Regions from separate parts of the Mus musculus genome. Here region 1 is linked to region 2. Evidence: chromatin contacts called from public Hi-C data. All regions are on one chromosome and are shown on one strand. The core of a region is the stretch at or near the end of the contact, and the rest is flanking DNA. Distances in the headings are between cores, read along the strand shown.

Region 1 (7,566 bases), core at 4,378-6,877, 230 kb after region 2:
CTGTGCTGTGCTGTGGTGACTGTTCCTCTGGCAGGAGCTGCTCTTGGTCTTCCACTTCTGTTTCTTGGGTAGAACCTTTTGGTGGAATCAGGTTTTAATCCTGCTCCTGCTTCCCTACCCAGTGAGGCCTTTGTCATGCTAGTTCAGAGTGCTGGTGTGAGGATGCTCTCTGCTGGTTTGCTTTAATATGCTCTAGACTAGAAGGCTGTTTCCTTCCAGGGTTCCAAGCGTGTCTTGAGATCACATGAGATTGTGTTGCCTCCTAGTGGACAAGTGGAAACTGACCTGGCTCTGACCTTCTCTCTCCAGGTAAGTGGGATACCTGGATAGTGAGGATTTGAGAAAGTCAGTGCTTTGGATAGTAAACTCTCCTTCCCATGGTGCCCAGGGTGATGGGCACACTTTGTTCAATACCCTGGAGATGGTGGACTCATTTCCTCCCAAGTGCCCTGAGTGACAGGTGTGCCCTGAGTACCCTGGGTGCTGGATGCCTTGTCAGAGCCACCTGTACTCTTTCTTACTTGGATCTCCTCTTGATCAAGAGTTATTATTAAACAATTAGAAAATACTGATATACTTTCTCCCCCTCTCATAATAAAGAAAACGGAATGATGAGGTCTCTGTTAGTTGTTTCATTGCTGGGACAAAATACCTGGTAAGAAGCACACTTCAGGGAGGAGGGCTTATATTGGCTCACAGTTTGAGGTAGAGTTCATTATGGTGGAAAAGTTGAGGCTGCAGGAGTTAGGCAGCTGGTCACATGGCATCCGCAGACGGGAAGCAGAGAGCACTGATTGCTGAAACTCGGCTTACCTCCTCCTCCAGCCTGGGGCCAGTGGAGTTTCCCACATCTGAGGTGGGTCTTTCCACCTCAGTTAACGCAGTCTTGACGATCCCACACAGGTGTGTTCCAAGGACAACCTAATCTAGGCAATCCTAACTGGAGCACCTCAGAGCCTGTCTCCTAGGTAATCCTAGATCCTTCCAGGTGACAAGCAAGGTTAAGCATCACATTGACAAACATATCAAGACAGGGTTGCTTTATTCTCTTGTTTAGCAAAGATTGGCAAGACTGTGTGGAAACAGTGTGTTAAGTTCAGAGTCCTTGTGGAGGAGGAAGCCTGCCAGCCCAGAGCATCTGGTTCTGGGCTTTGTGTACCACTGTGGGGGATCCAGTTTATGGAAGTGTAATGTACCAGTTTACACACCTGTGTCAAGTACGTGGCCCCAGTGACTTCTGAGAAGTGTGTTGATGAACAGCCTGCTTGGACACTAGAGGTTAACCCTGCTTCCAGAACTTACCCCAGGCTCTGGTTGTGAGCTCTAAGGACCCCATGGGAACTGTTTCCTCTGAGTGAAGCCCCTGTCACAAGTGCAAGTTCTAAGCATGTGCCGCTGTAGCAGATGGGACAATGTTGCTTGGTAGCCTAAGCAAGCAGTGCACAGGGTCATCCACAGAAGGCCCAGCTCCTCCCACATAGAGAAGACGATCAGAAACTTAGGGCCATGTTGTATATTGAGAAGGTGCCAGGCTGTCTTCAGATGTCACATGATAACTCATCCCAAGCAGTGCAGCAGATATGTTCCTCTAGTGTAGAAGTGGATCCCCTGATCTAAACAGAGGGCAGCCTCACAATGTTGCAGATTCTTGAGGGTAGGTTGACCCTGGAAGGTCTCAGCCGTGTTAGCAGGCGCTCCTCGGGGATGTTGTTGATCCTGCCGTCAGCAGCCAGGCTGCAGCAGGCGTCAGGAAGCTTCTTGTGCCCACAGTACCCCCACTTCCTGAAGCGGGAAGGCAACAAGCTGCAGATCATGCTACAGCGCAGGAAGCGGTACAAGAACAGGACGATCCTGGGCTACAAAACGCTGGCCGCGGGCTCCATCAACATGGCTGAGGTAGGCTTCCGGGCCGGTGTCAGGGCTCCAGAACACGATGAATTTATGCATCTGATAGACCATCCTCCAAGTCATCAGAGCACCCACAAGTTTGGGCTCCACTGTGGCATCACTCTGTGGATACTTCCCTGTCCCCAGTCCTATGCTACAAAGTGTGCTGCTCCAGTACTGTAACCATCTGTACCCCACTTCCCAGAAGAGTGCTTGGAGCTGCCTTTCCTGGACTCCTTCCTTACACGGGTTCTCCCTGGATGTCCCCTTAGTCTTTGCTCTGCCCCAGTAGCTCAGACGAGCACATGAGCCATGCCAGTAGAAAGACCTCAGAAGGGCAGAGAGCCAAAAGCTCCCATATCTCCTGGAAGCCATGCTGCTCTGCAGAGACTGAGGAGACAGGATGGTCTCCTAGGCAGGTGATGCCTCTGGGCTGAACAGCTGACCCTCATTGATACAGGAATGACTTTGGGAGAAGAGGCAGCTCAGCACTGGCCACTTTGTCCCTAAGTTATAGAGCTTTCCTCTTTTGGAGTTCCAGTTCGTGTCTGGGACAAGTATGCAGCTGTGTTGGTGGCCACCTGAGGCTGGAAGGTTGGCTGCAAGCCAGGATATGACACCGTCCTCAGCGTGAGCTACCCAAGGATTCGGGGCTACTCAGTGCCTCGTCAGCCACTGTGCGTTCAGGTCTCTCCATCCTGGCCTAAGCACTCAAGCCTGCCACATCCCGTCTCTTGGAACTTCCCTTGCCTTCCTGGCCTAAGGCTTTCCCTCTGATTCTATAGGCAGTTGCTGGAGTGACCATACCCAAAGTACATCTGCTACAGCACCTATGGTTTAAAGACTGCACGCTTCCTGTGCCCCGTCACTCCTAAGGTTCCCTCACTCAGTGTCTGTAGTTCCCAAAGGCCACTTTTCACACCTCCTAGGACCCTGCTCTACTCTTTACCCTCTTAAGCTTCCTTAACTTTGAAAATGAAAAAGGCTGTGAGGAGTAGAGAGGAGGAGGCGCCACAGAGTGACTTGGCTTTAGCTCCTCCTGTGTCACTCAGTGTCACCAGCTTCTGCTGGGCCAGAGGGTTTCCGAGTGCTGAACTGCTGAGCTATTGAAGCAGGAACTGCTGCTGTCCAGGATTGTGCCTAGCTGGCCAGTCCCAATCCAAGATGTTTCCAGAAGCCCAGCTGCAGCCCAGGGAGCCAAAGAGAGCATGAAGAAAAGGGCTGGCAGCAAAGCAGGGTTGAGAGCGGCACAAGCCTTTGCCAGGGCCTTGTCTGTGCGTCTGCCTGGGACCCTGCCTGGACCAGAAGGCTCTTTTGAGGTGAAGCAGCTGGTACAGCGTATGCTTCTGTCCAGGCAGGACCAGGCCCTGAGTTACCTGTGGCTCCATGTCAGGATGTTCCAGAGAGCAGTAGTCTGCTGAGGTCAGAGCAGGCGTTCAGGCCTGTCTTTAGCACGTCCTTTTTGTTCCCTACCCTCCCAGTAGAGGAAGCCGGAGAGCATGTTTTTCTAGGTAAAGAGACTCCACCTTATCCTGGTTCACACGTGCATGCACACATGCACACGCACACATACCATGCCTACACTGCACTCCCCCATCTTACCCAAGCCTGGGTGTCCCTCAACTCCTGTGGTCACATACCGGTGCTGCAGAGGTCAGCTTCCTAATGGATACTTGTTTTTGAGCTTCTGTTCGCACTTAGATCTGAGGCTACCTTAGGGAGGTGACAAGCACTTAGTGCATCTAGAGTGTTAGGGGAGAGAGGTTTTTCTTCCATGTGTCTCCTGTGCACACTTTGCGCATGAAGGCCCCAGTATCTGGCACAGGGTGGCTGGCCTGCCTTCCTGATTCAGTTTCTGAAATGTTGGTTAGAAAAAAATGTGAGCATCCTTTCTTTAATTTTCTTTACTGACTAGAGTTGTCATCCTAAATCAGTCCCCAATTTAAAAAAATGATTATATGTGTTTATTTGTGTGCATGTGTGCGCACATATGTGTTGAGGTCAGAGGACAGTTTATGGCAGTAGATTTTTTTTCCACCATGTGCCTTCTAGAGATTGAAATGAGGTCATTGCAATACCTTTACCTGCTGAGACATCTTGTTGGCTCCAGTACCAATCTTTTTTTAATCTATAAAATTTTAACATTTGAGTCTGATCAAGAGGCCCCAAAGCAACTTGTATGCCCTATCAGGAACAGGCCTAGCATCTGTGTCTGCTTTTGAGGTAATGTCAGGGCCAGGATAATCGCTAGGTCAGTACTGCTTTCTGCTGCCCTTGCTAGCTTGTTAAGCTGTTTCTCCTTGACGTCTGCCCTCATGAGTCTTTACATACGTTTCCCCAAGGCTGAGTGGCCCCCACTGTCACACACTGAGGCTGCTACTGACATCTGGACAGTAGACAGTGGTGAGTGGGGGTAGGAACAATTTGAGTGATGTCCACGGGGCAGCAGGGGTGCCAGAACTGACTGGTCTATAGATCACTCCTCCGTCTATCTGCAGTCAGAAATTCCAATCCCAGCGCTGACCTCCCTGCTCAGCCAATCTGCTTTGCCCAGGGGTTTCTCTGGTTTCCTGCCAGCCTTCTACTAGGTGCGCCCTGCTCCTGAATATTGGAGCTCTCTGGGGTGGAAGCCCTCCTGATACCTAGAACCATGTTCCATAGGTGATGCAGCACCCCTCTGAGGGCGGCCAAGTTCTGAGCCTCTGCAGCAGCATCAAAGAGGCCTCTGTCAAGGTGGCCGAGATCTGGATCGTCTCCCTGTCCAGCCAGCCCATCGACCATGAGGATAGTGCCATGCAGGCTGGCCCCAAGACCAAGTCCACAGGTGAGTCACTGCCTTCCTTCCTCTGCTACCCCGCTCTGCTCTTGCCACTTCCTGCCACATGTGTGGGAGGCCGTCCCAGTGTGGTCGGAGAAGGTAGAGTCTTTTGGCTTTTCTCTAGCTAGAAGCTTTGAGGGAGTCGTGTGCACTGTTGAAGTTCATTTATAAGTTCTCTGAACCCTCGATATGTAGGTGCCATGGATCTATCCTGTGGCCTTCGATGTTGTGAACACCCAGTTTCTGGTGTGGAGAAGGTGCTTGGCCCCTGTCATTGCTGCTGCCATCACAGTGGGGGTCGCTCTGTTTCCCCTGCTCTCTTACTCCACCAACATGCCAGCAGGCACATGTCAGCAGACGTGTTCCTTACTCCACCAACATGTCAGCAGGCGTGTTCCTTGAGACACCAATGCTGTGCCTCCATGTTCCCTGGTCTACACGGGTCTGTCTCCCCTCTGCTCCCAGGGGACACCCATGGTTCTGTTGCCACCTCATCGCCATGGCGTTGGGTAGAATCTAGAGGTACTCTCCCTTCTGTGTGCTCATTCCACAGATAACTACTCTGAGGAGGAGTATGAGAGCTTTTCCTCTGAACAAGAAGCCAGTGACGATGCTGTACAAGGGCAGGTAAAGTTTGAGCCTGAGATGGGGAGGTACCTGGCACCTCCCTCTTCCACCTCTGTAGATCAGGGCTGGGGACTGAGGGCCTTCCCTGAGTGAGCCCACACAGGATGAGAAGGGGACTATATGTGCCACACCTGTTTGTTTCTTCCCTGGGCCTACAACATGTTAGTAGGCAACTCTGCAGGGTTTGGGACTAATAGTAGCTGACTGCCCAGTGATGGCCTCCCTTGCACTGTGGGGCGGGCTGCTGTGTGGGCGCGGTGGCCTCAGGCTCTCTGCCTCTGTCTGTACAGGATCTTGACGAGGACGACTTTGATGTGGGAAAACCCAAGAAGCAGCGGCGCTCGATAGTAAGAACGACGTCCATGACCAGGGTCGGTGGAAACTCGTTTTACTAACACTGGGAAAGGGTGAGGAGGGTGGGCAGAGGCTGGGAGGCTCACTGGAAGGCTGTGGGAAAGAGGACAGACAGCCTTTCCTGAGGACCTCATATATGGCCTGAAAGAGCCTCAGAATTCCCACTTGCCCAGAGTCCAGAATCCTGTCTAACTAGCACCTAGTTGTTATTATTCAAAATGGACATAAGCCAGACAAGGATGTCTTCTGGCTGCCACTCTCTCCTGCCCCCACTCCAGCTTTATATGGTCATGGAGCCCTGGGATCTGGAATAAGGCTGGGATAGCTGCCTCAAGCCCACAAGCCTACAGATAGAGGCCACTGGGTGTTGTTGTCCTGTCAGTGTGGGACTCAGACTCACCCTGTGTGGAGCCTGCTCTGCAGCACAGAGACTCAGCTGTTAGGCCTTTCCCATGGGAGGAAATGCGGGGTAGACTTTAGCCCATTCTCATCCTGCCCGGTGACCACCAATGGACCTGCAGCCCTTAGAGCCCGGCACTGGGCTTCAGGACTGACTGGCATGGGTAGCCCCTTGTCGATACTGACCAGGGACAGCACTGTCAGCCTTTGGCAGGTATGAGGAGGTTGTGGACAGACAGTGGCCACAGTACAGAAGCTGAATATAAACTGGGTCTCCCCTGACCACAGGCAGCACATCTGGAGTTCATGGGCCAGCCTGAGGGGTTGTGCAGGAAGAGTCCTCCCTGTTAGGGTCAGTTCTGTAAGGGTAGCCATACTGAGAGGACAGTGGCTGGAGCAGAGGCACTGCAGCCAACAGTGCGAGCAGCTTGACTAAGCTCAGAGCTTACAGGATCCCTGGTCTCATCCACCATGAGCTATCCTGAGTGCCTCCCACAGGGTGGCAGTTTCCTCCTGAGGATGAGGCCAGGACCTTCCCTGGGAGGTGGAGCTGTGGCAGGCGCTAGAGAGCCTGGATGGGGCTGCTGAAGCTTCTGCGGCTGCAGAGCCACCCTGTGCCCTTCCTCAATCGCCCTTAGTGGCTGTGGACTGTCAGCTCCCCAGGCGTTTCTGAGTCTGGACTCAGGCTGTGCTTTCCAACACTAAAAATGTGCACATGGCTGCATGTAAAAGCTGCGTCCAGTTTATGCTTTCATAGTGTGTGAGCTGTGTCTCCTCCTGTCCCTCATTACTGAGAGACCAGAGTGCAGTTCCTTGCTTTGTCCCAGGAATGTAGCCCCTCCCATCATCATTCCTTACATGAGCTTCCTGTGCTTCTTGTCTTACAGCAACAGAACTTCAAGCAGAAGGTGGTGGCGCTACTGCGCAGGTTCAAGGTGTCAGAGGAGGTGAGTGGGCCAGGGCTCTGTAGCTGCCAAAGGCCCCTTGATGTCATGCTGAGCAAGAAGTGCTCCAGTGAACCTCCAGGCCAGATCGGGTTCTGAATTTACCATCCATGGGGGATTGCCTCTGCCTGCCAGCCTGGGTGGCAGCTGTGTGAGAGAGGCCAGCAACCAAACCCCCAAACTTCTACTGGAAAGACCCAGTAGAGAGTTGAGCATTGATTTATATAAACAGTATTTGGGGAAGCAGTTTCAGGTTTGTAGAAAAAACAAGTAGAAGAAACAAGACTTTCCATGCTCCAGCTCCCACATACATACATACATACATACACACACACACACACACACACATACATACATACATACATACATACATACACATACACACATACATACATACATACATACACACACATACATACATACATACATACATAGCCTGTTCTGTGGCCAACATACTGTGACTCTTTGTTTTTTTAATTTTTCTTTAATCCCCAGTCTTAGGTATTGAATTTGTTCATAATCCAAAGAAAATCACAA
Region 2 (7,570 bases), core at 4,622-7,121:
AATTGCAGGAAAATTGGGGCTATGCAGAGAAACACTGTTATTATGATGGTTTGTATATGCTTGGCCCAGGGAGTGGCACTATTAGGAGGTGTGGCCTTGTTGGAGTAGGTGTGTCACTGTGGGCATGGGCTGTAAGACCCTCACCCTAGCTGCCTAGAGGAGGTCTTCTCCTAGCAGCCTTCAGATGAAGATGTAGAACTCTCAGCTCCTCCTGCACCATGCCTGCCTGGACACTGCCACGGTCTTGCTTTGATGATAATGGACTGAACCTCTGAACCTGGAACCAATGAAAGGTTGTCCTTATAAGAGTTGCCTTGGTCATGGTGTCTGTTCACAGCAGTAAAACTCTAACACAACTGTCTTTTAGAAAATTATATACATATATTCTCAGAAATGACTGAAAAGATTTTAAGTGTTCTCATTTTTCAAGTAATAACCGCTGAGGTAATGCCTTTGATCACCACCAGCTTCATATAGCTATCCCAGATATCTGAAAACATCATACATGCCATAAGTGTATGCAATTTCTGTCTACTAAAGCAGGAATGAACAAGTTAAGCCAGAGCACCCTGCAAGTGCTCTGAAATGCTCCCTGCTCTCGAGAGGTGAAGCTGCCCAGAGCATCCTAGAGAAACATGACTGAGAGACAGGGTGCCCCTGCCAACACTGGAAAGCAACAAGTCCTCAGTGCCCTTGTCCTTCCTCACCAAGAACTGGGATTTGATGCACTGGAGGAACCAGGACCCCAGCCTCACCCAGGCTCTGGGCAAACAGGAGGAAAGAGGCCTAGATTCGAGGCTTACTCGACTGTTGGCTTTGCTTTGGGTATTGCACACCCTGATTCCTGTTCCTACCTTCTGCCCTCTTCAGCATGGTGACTTGTCCTGTTTCATGGCAAGCTGAAAGGGCAGGGTGGAACTTTGGAAGAACCTGAGTCTGAGCCTACTGAGGGCCATCTTCTAGGCTAGCTTGCTTCAGCTCAGGGGCAGCAGGGACCTCATCTTGGTTTGTGTCCTGCACTTTGATTTGTCCCAACCGACAGGGTCAGCAGTAAGGCAACATACATGGAGCCCTAGAATGGGAGCATGTTGGAAGGTAGGAGTCAGCTCAATAGTGGTGTGCCTCACAGTCAAGTGTTCTTTCCAGACAGGGTCTCTGTAGCCCTGGCTGTCCTGGCACTCACTCTGTAGACCAGGGAGTCAAGTGTTCTTATTCTAGCAGTGTTCTGCTCACCTCAACGAAGATATCCAGGAGTTAACACGGGACCCCTCTTCAGAAACGTCCTACCTCTAAGACCATACATCAAAGTCAACTGTGTAGAGGGAGGTGGGCAGGAACCCAAGGAGAGGTGGCAGATGCAGTTCATATACTTGACACATCCCTTCTCCCTCTGAACCCTTCCTTCCCAGTCTTCTTCCTAGTTACATGTCCTTTAAAAAAAAAAAGTGACCTAGTCTAATTAGGTTGTATGCAAATGTGTGGGCAGAAATGTTATTGGAGAATGGGGACCACCGTATCAGTGGTAACACCACTCAACAACCTAACTTTGATTAGATCTTCAGAGGGGTAGGATACTACCCTATCTCTGATGAAAAATGTTGTGGGGTCCAATCTTGAACACATTTGGGATACTTTTCGAGGTACATGCAGTACTGAGCAAGAAAGGCCGGGACAGCTCAGCAGGAGCACCGATGTTCCTGGTCTGCTGACCAAATGGTTACTCAAGAGGCATACTGGCCAGTGTTCCTTCCATGGGCCCTGCTTGGTATTACCTAAGTTAGTCCTGAATTTTTGGCAATCCTCTTGCTTCTCAAGTGCTGGGATTTTTGCAGTGCATTCCTAGTTAAGCATTTGTAAACAAAGCAAACACATGGAAAGTCTGCTCCTAGTCATCAAATTTGTATCTATCCTAAAAATGTCACATGCATGATTAAACCTGGCAGGAGGTGCCTAGGAAACTCAGCAATTATAAGCTGGAGCTCACTGCCTTCCAAAGTCCACATTTACTATCCAGGAAGAAAACTGAAGGCAGCAGGGCGAAGAGGCCTTGGCGAGGCTGGTCACTACCTCCCAGCACTTCCTAAAAGCAGCATCTTAAAAGCTGACATGCAGCCTGGTGTGGTGGTGCACGCCGTTAATCCCAGCACTCGGGAGGCAGAGGCAGGCGATTTCTGAGTTCAAGGCCAGCCTGGACTACAGAGTGAGTTCCAGGACAAGTTGGCATGCCTCGTTCTCCGAAGATCTTACTTTTACGAGAAGCAGAAATGCTTCAAACAAGCAAATATAGCTTTAGGGCCACCGGGATTGTTCAGCTGAAATGAGTTCCATCCCTGGGCTCAGAGGAAAGGTTGACTTAGCAAGTTGTCCTTTGACCTCCACACAGGCATAAATAAAACGTTAAAAGAAAACTCCTGCTTTAGGCTTATTAGTAGACCACTTTAAACTAGCTTTGATAAAGGAGAAAGCCTTAGGACTGCTCACAGACCTGGGGATGAGCCAGTCTGTTCTGTTCCTTCAGACCCCCTAGGCCCAGGGAAGGCAAGCAGGGGCTGAAAGGGAAGGGAGAATTTTGCCTTGGGAGCCATAAGGTCAGGAAAATAACCCCATTGCCTGTTTACCACAAAAAGTTTGTCTACATTACAAAGCATATAAAATGCCAAAACCACACAGGATAGAGCAAGCTCACTTGAAGGATTAAGATAGAAAAAAAAGGCTCCTAACACATTCCATTTGCTGGATACTTTTAATAAAGTGAGGTTTACATTGTTGATATTGAAGCACATATAAAATAAAACCTTAGGCTCAGGTTGGGAAGTCCAAAAAAAGCACAAGAGAAACAAAAAGGATACATGGGGTGGAGTCTGACAGTGCCGAGTACCAAGACTTTGAGATCCAAGCAGACAGCATAGGGGCCACCCCAGGGTGGAGGAGCCCTAAATCATATGGAGTCGGATTGTTTTTAACCTTAAAACGTCCAAGCACCATTTTAAAAGCAAGCAAGCACAGGTCACCGTCGTCCCCCCCAGCACACGTAGGACTGCACACCCTCTCTGAGCACAGGCCTGGGAGCCAGTGGTCTCCACGTACACACTTGACATGGAGCATGTGGTGCTGGGTGGTTCGGGCATGTCATGTCCTCATGTCACATGTGCTGGGCTGGGAACCAGACAGTGATGGCCAAGGACAAGACCTGCATAAGGCACTGCCTCACAGCAGTCCCTGAAGAACTGGTGTTGGGATTTCCAGGAGTAAGACCTTAGCTTTCAGTGGCATTTACATATAAATAGGCATAAATAAAGCCATCCTGCACACGGGGCTAGGAAGAGAGCTCCGATCCGCCAGAGCAGACCCAGTGAGGGGGCAGTGGAGCTGTGCATGGTTCTTTTCAAGCTCTACTAGAATGTAGACCATACTGGAGCCTCTCATGTAAACACCCGGCCGGCTACATTTACAGTTGCCTTGGGAGTGTAGAGACTCAGTAACAAAAGAAGTTTTCTATTTAAACCTTTAAAATGACACACCAATCGTATTTAGGTTATAAATGTTTCTAATGTAGCAGCAGAGGATGTTTGTAGAAAAAATATACTTTTAAGAAAATAGCTGAAAAAAATCTAAAGTATAAAAAGTTTAAAAAATATATCTTAAGACAAAATATTGCCCAAAAACATATAAAACTTAATTTTAGAAAGTTCACCTATCTAATTGAAAATAGACTAGACATAGCTGTGACACACCATCCTCCACAGTGAGTCCAATGTCACACAAAAGGATAATGAGCTCAAGAGCCAGAGCCCCTCTTAGGACAAGTGCTTATCTGTCTCTGGGTCACAACACACGTGAGCTCCATGGGGACTGGTGGCCTCACCCTTAGCCCACTGGGGTGGCCTCTCAGGTCTCCACCAGAATCTCTACCACATGGTCCAGCTCAGCCAGGTCAGACTTGCAAGTGGAACTGGGAGGAGGGGTGGCTGCAGCAAAGCCCTCAAGGCCATTGCAGAGACTGGACTTGGTCCCACTCATCATTCCTGTTAGCACTGTGTCCAGGTCATAGTAGGAGCTGTCCACATCTGAGAAGAGTTCCTCCACTGAACTGGAGTTTTTGTTCTCCAGGGTCTCAAATATCTGGTCCAGTGACTTCTGAAAGCTTCCCCTGTTTTCTTGTGGGCTGTCCATCTCCCAGAGGCTGCTCTGAGGGTTCCTTTGCCCTGGTGCTGAGCCAACGATGGGGAGCTCGGAAACCGAGTTTTGCAAGGGAGCATCTTCCAGTTCAGGAGCAGGGTGCTCTTCCTCAGCTCCCCTCACTGTACGACACAGGATCTCTGTGGACACCAGGCGTTCAACTGGTGCCCGATCTACATTCTGGGGTGCCATCCCATGCCACACACCATCCTGGCTCATTTCCTCCTGGATCTGCCGGACTGTGTTGGCGATGAGGACCGAGCGGCAGAGATTGGGCTCCACTAGCATGTGACAGAGCTGGAGCTTGACAAGGGACATGTCCAGGAGTGACTGTCGCTGCAGGCTATAGGAAGGGACAGTGCCAAAACCCTCTACTCCTTCTTCCTGGTCACCATATTTCCTCTTCAGCCCTCTAGCAAACATCCTGTCCTGTGAGAACCAAGAGAGACACCATTTAGTTAGCATACCTCAGCTTCCTGGCTTCCTGACAGCTAAAGAAGTGACAACACAGAAGTACCCGAGACACTATCTGAGAGGTTGCCTCAAGCAGAGCCGCTGCCACTGATAACAAAACTCAGTTGTAGCATAACTTTCATCAACAGATAAATGAACACAAATGAAAAATATGGTACTGTTACTTTGAGACAGTATCTTGCTACGTCACAGAGGCTGACAATGAGCTTGTGAGCCTCCTGCCTCAACCTCTCCAAATCTGAGATTAAAAGATGACACCACTACACCCAGTCATAAAAATGTCTTTTAAAGAGAACAAAAATCCAGGTATTGGGACAGGAACTCTGGTCTTTATACTTGTGTGACAACATCTTTCAGCTGCTGAGCCATCTCTCTAGTCCCTAAACATTTTTATTTTAAGTAATACATTTGAAATTAAATGCCAAGTTGTTCTTAACAGAATCTCCTAAATACATAAACTTTAGGATTTCTTTATAGCTACCTTTTCTTCTTTCAAAGTCACAGATCTTTATATAATTATGTGACCTTTAGTGTATCTGTTCCAGTGAAAGGGAAACTAAGATTCATGTAAAAACTTGTACAAAAATGCTTATAGTACTCTTACAGTTGCCGCAACCTGGAAACAATCCAGTTGAAATACCCAGGACTCCCACTGGAATTATGGGCCAGAGAAAAGGCAGGCAGTCTCCAGAGGCCACACCCAGGCAACTCCATCCTCCTCATATTCATGCAATGGCAAGACAAGGCACCAGCTGGCCAGAGGGGTGGGGACAGGAGATCTCAGGTGAGAGAACACGCCTAGACAAGTGTGGCCATAGTCCTTAGTTCCTAACATATCCCACACCAAGCTAAGTAAAAGAGGAGTGGTGTGGGAAATGTAGCCTAAAGTGGCTTTAAACATGAAGCTGATTTTTTTTAAATGAAAAGAAATACACTTTCATTACTTCTAATCCCTCTACTCTGGAGATGAATGCAGAAGGATTTCAAGAGAACAGCTGGTTAAACACAGATCCTTCAAGCACACCTAATACTACCACCAAAAAAGAAATGTCTGTATCGCAGTCATATTAGTTATTTTTCTGTTGCTATGATAGACTGCCCTGACAAGAAGCAACTTAGTTTGGGGTTTGCAGTGAAGAAGGGATACACTTGCAGCCAGCCCATCACACAGGAAAAGGGATACACTTGCAGTCCTTCACACAGGAAGAGCCAGGCAGTGGAACAGTGAGGCCAACCTGGCCTCAGGAAGCAGGGCGATCACGTGCCATCTGCACACAGGAAGCAGAGAGAAAGTAGGGCCAAGGTATAAATAAACTTCAAAGCCTGCCTCCAGTTTTACTTTCAGCAAGGCTCACATCTTAAAGGCTCCATAACCTCGAAGGCAGCACCATCATCTGGGGACAAGTGTTCAAATACAAACTACGTTTATTTATTTTTAAAGATTTTATGTGTGTAGGTATTTTGCCTGTGTGTCTGTCTGCACCATATGTGTACAGTGCCTGTGTAGGCCAAACAGGCTGTCAGATGCCATGGAAATGAAGTTACTCGAAGTTGTGAGTCGTCAAGTGGGTGCTGGGAAAACACTAGGTTCCCTGGAATAGCAGCCATGTTCTTAACCACCAAATCCCTCTAGCTCCAAATCCAATAAAAGTTTACCAAGCACTCGCCTGCCAGAGGCTCATGCTTTATACTTTCAGCACCCAGGAAACAGAGGCTGGCTTGGTCCAGGAAAGCCAGGACTTACTAGTTTCCTTGGTAGTAAGCTCCTCTCCTTCATTATAAGGTAGGCGATAATGCACACTCGTAAATGGCCAAAATACCAAGAATAAGGAACTGGTGAGTGCCTAGCCCTAAACCAGACACCTACATCAACACTCCCTGGCTCCAGGGCCCAGAGACATCCTGGGACCGGCCAGAAAGAATCACAGAGACAGATAATCAGGAGTTTTGTGAACTGCTGTCTGGACGCGGCCAGCTGCTACACACAGGAAAGCACAGCAGCTCAGTTGTGTGCACAGGACGGAAGCCCATTACATCTCTTTCATGAATGAGAGAAAGAAGTGGACACAAAAGGTAGCTGGGGGAGAGAGGAACTTTCTTTGGTGGTGTAGTCACCAAAGGTTAAATTGCCCTTGCTCCAGTAACTCCTACCCATGTTAACAAAAGCAACCCTGATTAAACTGAGGGTCATAAGACAAAAAACAAAAAAAATGAAAGATAAACATGCTTCAGAGACTCACACCTGGAGATGGCTCACAGTACACCAAAACCAGCAACACGTACTCATGAGCCCTGTATTCAAAAGGCAGGATCACTCGCATTAAAGGCCAGCCTGGGCTACACTAGCGTCCTGTCTTACTCCACAAATGGACAGCTTGGTCTGAGAGCAAAGTGTTTCTTTCTGTGTTCTAACTATCCCTAGGCCTAGGACTGGAAGCTTCTAGCCTCCATACAATCTAATCTTCCAAATTGACTGATTCAGTCCAGCTTCTTTCAGCTTCTAACTGAATTGCTCTGTTTGATCCTCATACTAACTTTGCCACTATGTTCTGATCTTCTGGCTCCTTCTCAACTTCCAACATGTTCTGTCTTTCCCTGTGTCTAGCTTGTTCTCTGCAACCTGCCTCTGTAAAATTACCATACACACATATCGCACCCCTCAGTGCTCAAGTAGCCTCTTTCCTGAGCTGTTCTCATGTGAATTGGGCGAATCTTACCTCCCATTCAACTCATCCTGTCAGATCTCTGATTCATCACTTTGTCTGCCCCTCAATTAGACATCACTTTCAAACATGGCTACTTCCATCTACAAAGTAACCTTACCTTTATTGTTAGGACTAAAGGTGTGTCCTAAGGGCTGGTCTATATTCCAGCTAGATCATATTGTAATCCAAGGTGTGTCTGCATTCCTAGACTG

Evidence for each region. A called contact is a pair of places that touch in the nucleus more often than the background predicts.
Region 1: a contact with region 2 is called in a Hi-C map of CD4 T cells, with 2.1 times the contacts expected there. The contact joins two enhancer-like sites.

The regions. Positions count from the first base shown.
Region 1 is chr12:113,045,259-113,052,824 of GRCm38.p6, forward strand. Pacs2 (phosphofurin acidic cluster sorting protein 2) reads left to right here. Exons shown (of 24, transcript NM_001081170.1): 3 at 220-309; 4 at 1,771-1,896; 5 at 4,549-4,711; 6 at 5,259-5,332; 7 at 5,623-5,703; 8 at 6,973-7,032. Among named protein-coding and RNA genes, the nearest start is that of Tex22, 25 kb to the right of the region's middle. Within about 2 kb of position 5,628, at least 61 of the 459 cell types and tissues checked have an H3K27ac peak or open chromatin away from gene starts, as enhancers often do.
Region 2 is chr12:112,817,505-112,825,074 of GRCm38.p6, forward strand. It overlaps Cdca4 (cell division cycle associated 4), which reads right to left. Exons shown (of 2, transcript NM_001359234.1): 2 at 2,725-4,608. The coding sequence starts at 4,602. The coding sequence ends at 3,889. It overlaps Gm40588 (a long non-coding RNA gene), which reads right to left and starts at 183. Exons shown (of 2, transcript XR_873067.1): 1 at 145-183. Within about 2 kb of position 5,872, at least 87 of the 459 cell types and tissues checked have an H3K27ac peak or open chromatin away from gene starts, as enhancers often do.